2 separate regions of the Arachis hypogaea genome follow, and region 1 is linked to region 2. The links are chromatin contacts, called in public Hi-C maps. All regions are on one chromosome and are shown on one strand. Each heading gives the region's core, a stretch centred on a gene start, on an enhancer-like site or on the middle of the called end of the contact. The rest is flanking DNA. Distances are from core to core; before and after follow the strand shown.

Region 1 (3,045 bases), core at 89-2,588, 190 kb before region 2:
TTAAAGAATCAACTTTAAAACATTACATTTCACAAAGCCGCACAACAATTCAGCCAAACCAACATCCATAATCATTCGAGTCAATCAAATAATACATAAGGCAATTACAATCACCAAATACACAATATCTCACATCAGTATCCATATATAATAATTCCAATACATAAAACATAGTTTTTGGAAAGCACCCCTACCTCAAAACGCAAACCATAACCCCAAATGCGTTAACTGACTCCTTTTCGCTCAGCCCAAAATCACCGATCAACCAAAATCCTGGCTCTGCTTGCTCTCTCAAAGCAGAAACAGCTACAAACGGCACAAGGAAACTGGATTCTAACTCCTAAAACCATTAACAGTACAATTACTTTGTTACACGGAAAAGAACACTAGCGCAGGGCTTTCGAAACAGAAACACTCACTGTATTAACGAAATAAAGCAGCCGCAACATCAAATCGGCCCGGCAGCAGCTCCATCAATAACTTTTGGGCGACAACGGCGGTCTGAATATCTAATAACAGCAGCTGTATAACCACGCGTTATCAACACTCTTCCCGGAATTCCAAAGGAACAGTAACCAAACTTAAAACTCTTACCTCAGTGTCGAAACTCGCAGAATTTACTGAACATGGCAGCCCCATCCACAGCGGCTTCATTAGCAACCACCATAGCATCCTGGCCCAAGCAGCGGCTTCCAAAGGCAGTGGCAGCGCGCTCACCCAGAACCCAAATGGAGCAACGGTAGGAGCGACGGCCAAGGATTCCGGCGGCAGTGGCGGCGAACCAAAGCACCAGAAGCGGAGGGAATCCATCTTGCTTCCCTCTCTCACCTCCGTTCCACAGTAGTGACCCCCCACTGGCGGCAGCGGCGGACTACACCCCAGGGCGACGGCGACTGTTCAGACGGCAGTGACGACACATGGCTGTGCGCGACGGCAGTGACGAGTCCCTCTCCGCGCGACGCCGTCTCCACGCCTCACTCTCTCTCGATCTCGTGCTCCCCTCTGGTCGCGATCCACGGCAGCGATGGTGGCGCCGTTGGGAGACATAGAGGCAGTGGTGGTGACAAGGATGGAGCAACGAGCGGCGGCTCCGAGATCTCCAGCGACGGAATGGGGTGATGGGTGCCAGAACCGCGACTGGGCAGGGATGAACGGGGCGACTTCGACGGCGGAGCTCCTCGCGTGCGGCAGTCTGGCGATCACGGCGGCAGTACCCAGCCGGCGGCGCTAAGTCCTTCTCCCTCTCTATTCTGTTTTCGTTCCTTCATGGAAGAGAAACGCTGCTGCTGAGTTAGGAAAAGAAAGGTTTTGGCTGCAGTTGGGGAATGGGGAAGCAATGGGCTACCGGGTAGGATCTTAGGGTTTTATTTTGAAAATTAGGGTTAAGGGCATTATGGTAATTTCACTCAAAAATAGGGATAATATAGTAATTGAAATCCAATTTAAATCCAACACTATTTGTATATAGAAAAATACTATTTACTCATCAATTTTACAAATTATTTTCAATAAAATGCCCAAATCCAAAAATTAGAAATAATATACTTAATTTCTTCATTTTCCAAAATAGCAGTAATAATATTTAAAATATTACTTATCTAATCCAAATCATATAAAATCTTTATTATTTCATAACTATCAACTTTATAATTCAAATATAGAAAATAATCCAATAATTATAAAATTGGATAAAGATCATAACTCGTCTCAATTTCAATAAATCAAAACTTGCCTTAATTATCTTTAATAAAATAATTTCTGAAATTAAGGCTACAAATAACCATTTGATTTGAGACTTGATCATAATAAGACTTTTCAAAAGTTTTGGGTCTTACATAAAATACCAAACTTGCATTGTTAGATGCAAAATCCTTCTTCTTACTCTGCCTTCATAGCAAATTCTGTTCTCAAGTATAAGTGGGTCCACACTTGCATGCGTAAAGCATATATTAACTAGTACATATTCTTACTCAGGAAGAATTACAATTTACAACCTTATACACACTTCTAGATTAGCAAATAATATTTTATCCTTACGTCTTAGAAGTAAACACTCGCATAAAAGATTTTAAAGATATAGAAAATATACATTTTCCCCCTTGCTTTAAAAACAAGCTTGTTGTAAAAGAACATTTTCCTATTTTTAGGTGACTGTATCCAGAGTTACACATTCAAAATAAACACTGCAAATCTTATGTCTAGGAAATGAATCACACTCAGTTATACTGATTCCCCCTCTTCTTTAAATCTGATTAAGCACTCTATCAAGTACAACTTATGTTTTATAAAAATATATATAAATAAATTTAGTTAGACCATTTTTACATAAAAAAGTAGCAATTACTTTATCAGACTATGATTCTCAAACTATGAGAAACCTTAATAAGGTCTAGAATCGAATCAGCTTTATCCATGAAAATTTTTACAAGTGCAGTGTAATAGAATAAACTAAGGTAACTAATAACAGTTTGTTTGCAAGTTTGTACTACATATTCAATCATACAATATAAGGTCCAATTGAGTTAGGCTAATGAGAGCTCTGTGCAGACATGGAACAATAGTAGTCGCAGACATGAAAAAATGGGAAAAATAGTATAATCCAGAATGAAATCAACAAATAGATGTGGTTAGGCTAATAAATTGAGTAATCATCCAATTAGTGGCATTTAAAATGAAGTAAACATCATAAACTCATTAATTATAAAGCTAAAATAAATGGGTTATGTTAGGTCACGAACAAATTCACACCAGGCAAACAACTTCTTTAACTTCAATGCTGCTACTACACACCATTAACAAAAATAATTACAAATCAAGCAAAGAGGTTCTGAGTACAAATACACCTTTCAAATACAAACAAATTTGATTTAAGCATTACAAAAATAATGGTTATCTCCACAGATCAAATTGATTATCACAAGAAGAGAAAAGTCCCAATGCTAGGTCACGAACAAATCCAAATTAAACATTACGGCATGACAGAAAAGATGAAAGGAATCAGTAAATTAAATAACATTTGTATAAAACTAACCTGGTCAGAGCAGT
Region 2 (2,972 bases), core at 266-2,765:
ATGGTCTTTATAGGACCACATTACTTTCCTCACCATAAACGATTCCTTATTTTTGGTCGTAGGTACCAAATTGAAACATATTTAGTCTTCTATTTTTGGAATTAACAAACGGGATGTAAGCTGAGAAACATGTTTATTCATTTGTTTATTTTTTTTGGTTACCCATGACATCTCCCAATCTGATAGGTCAAGAACTAATCTGTCGCGGATCTAAGCTCCGTTTAAGGGTCTGTCGCTAGCCAATGAGTTGCTGCATGCACAAGGCAGGATTCGAACCCCTAACACTTGTTTAAGCAGACGAATGAGCTGACTACTCGATCCATCCAAATTGATTAAAAACATGTTTATTTATTACTGGAATTTCATTGACGAGGTGTGCGGATATCTTTCACTTTTTTTTTGTGGTTTTGGTCTTGATTTCTTTCACTGTATGTTGAACCTTTTTTGTTCATTGTTTACCATAATGTTTAGGTTAAGTCCTTTTTCTATTGGTAATTGAGACATTAGGCTGCATTTATTTTTGGAGACAGGACATAACATGACACTAAGACAGAGACAATAGAATGGAGACACTAAAAATTATTTTTTGTGTTTTGTGTTTGGATATGATGGACAAGACACTGATGTAATGTCCTGTATTATGTTTGGATAGACATGGACAAAACTAAAATAATATGCAAAATGACTGAAATAGCCATGTAATTTCAAATTTTTTACATCGTACAAATCAATTTAATAAAAAATAAGAGTACGTAAGAGTACAAAAAATTACAAGAAAAATTAGTCTATGAACCAATAAGATAAAAATGGTATTAAAGTAACAAAATTAAAAATAAATAAAGTAACATAAAATAGAGAAGTGAATTAAATCTCCATTAACACAGCATGCCATAAAGAAGAGAATGAACAATAAAAAGGAATAAATTAATTATCCAGTCAAATAAAAAATTCTAAAAAAAAGAGAGTATCTAAAAAAAGAACACAGAGAAAAAGAACTCCGATGTAGAGAAGAAGCTAAAATTAAGAAAAATAAGAATAGATAATAGTAGAATAATAAAAAATATCTAAGGATAGAAAGGGAAAAAATTTTGATTAAAAAATCCGTATCCATCTTCTTAAATCCTGTGTCTATCATTGTCCTTCGTAAAAGAGTGGACAAAAAATATAAAATAGTGTCTTGGAGACAATGTGTTCTGTGTCCATGTCTCTACCTCCAAACACGTTTTAAACTTTCGGTCTCTGTGTCCTGTCTCCGAAAACAAACGCTACGGATTTTGTAAGATTATAATTTTTTTTGGACACGCTGTAACGTCATATATCGATAGCAGTAGCACTTTTTTTTTTGGTAGTTATAGCAGTAGCACTTTGAGTACATTGGGTATGTCACGAACGATTTGGGTAACTCACGGGCCCCAGTACCCTTCTGTCTTTATGGCCATATTTTAGCCCAATTTCCATACACAGGAAGTCTCCAAAAATATAAGAAGAAAGGGTGAGGTTTGACTGTCTGAGTTGATGTTTCTATATACGACGCCGTATGGGGGTTGTGTACTTGTGTTTCTATTTTCAACTGCCAAAAGGAAAACAGAAAAGAATTCAACTTTCTATCTATCATCAAGGTGAGTGTTCGCAGCAACTGAAATAGAAGAAATGGCGGCTGCTGCTGCTGCTAATGCTACTGCGCACTCCTTCTCGAAAGTTCTGGCAACCAATCTGCCACGTCAGAATAAACTCCATTACAGAGAACTTTCAGCTCGGGCGATTACGCCGAGACCACTGAAGCGCTCGTTTCTCGGCGCCAAGCTATTCTGCGTTCAGCCTTGCACCCTAACACCTCAATTCGTGTCTTGTTGCAACACCAATCGCCGGCGCCACCCTCTCGCTTCCACCGCCATCTCCTTCAGCCTCCCCACCGCGTAAGCCCTTTCTCTCTTTCTTCTCTTCGGTTCTCCCCAATTCTCCAAGTTATCGAGTTGTTCAGATTTGTTGTGCAGAAATCCAGAGCGAGTTTCTTCGGTTGACAACGTTCCCAAGTGAGTATCTCCAAATATAACCCACTATTATTTTTATATTTATTTTGATTGGCATTGTTTGGTTGGTTGTGTTTTGATGAGAGGAGATGGTCTGGGAAGGCTATAAAGTCATTCGCGATGGGAGAGTTGGAGGCTAGGAAATTGAAGTATCCCACTACGGGGACCGAAGCCCTTATAATGGGAATTCTCATTGAAGGTAATAATATCATTTCCTTCTCTCCAATTTCCCTTTTTTGATTGCATTTTCATATACCATTCCTCATAATATTTGCTTATCTTCTGTTGCATTCAAGGGCTTGTTACCATAATCGCTGCCACAATATTGCACAGCGGCAGTTGCAGCTGCATTTGGTACAATTTTTCATATCATAAGAGAACTGCACCTGTGACTGCAGCTGCAATTTAAAATCGATTCTTGGTTTAGGGTATCGTTTTGGGATACAACGTTATTCCTCCACTAGATGAAAATTGAGATAGATAAATGTGCAGGGCCTTGAAATTTTGGATAACAGCTTGGTTTAGTCATGTTAGTCCTGAAATAGGAGAGTATTGTTAAATTGTGCTAATCATGTCAGGTTCTATAATTTAATTTTCGATTTATTTTACCATTTAGCCATCTAATTTCTTGTGCTTCTATTTTCCTCCTTTCTCACTTTTTTCACTGCCTGTTCTCTTTGATAGAATTAGAATCTTATCTGACAACTATAGTTGGAAAGTCATCTACTTAGTTTGTATTCAAAACACTTATGGAGTTAATTCCCTCCCCAAACAAATTCAAGGGATCAAAGATACTTTATCTGTCTGATTGACTTCATTTGAGCTGGAAAATCCCACTGTTGCAAGTTGCAATGTACGTCCCATCTAAAGGCACTCATTTATATATGCACCCCACAACATACATTCTCTTGTGTTTATGCCTTTATGGCATTTCTTATGTTT

Evidence for each region. A called contact is a pair of places that touch in the nucleus more often than the background predicts.
Region 1: a contact with region 2 is called in a Hi-C map of leaf, with 3 times the contacts expected there. The contact joins the promoter of LOC112803523 here to the promoter of LOC112803490 in region 2. A contact is called at or near these places in 2 of 8 Hi-C or Micro-C datasets (both in leaf).

The regions. Positions count from the first base shown.
Region 1 is chr1:47,453,768-47,456,812 of arahy.Tifrunner.gnm2.J5K5, reverse strand. It overlaps LOC112803523, which reads right to left and starts at 1,338. Exons shown (of 4, transcript XM_025847029.2): 1 at 595-1,338; 2 at 420-509; 3 at 195-340. The coding sequence starts at 449.
Region 2 is chr1:47,264,046-47,267,017 of arahy.Tifrunner.gnm2.J5K5, reverse strand. LOC112803490 (ATP-dependent Clp protease ATP-binding subunit CLPT2, chloroplastic) reads left to right here and starts at 1,515. Exons shown (of 5, transcript XM_025846990.3): 1 at 1,515-1,916; 2 at 1,995-2,033; 3 at 2,120-2,229. The coding sequence starts at 1,651.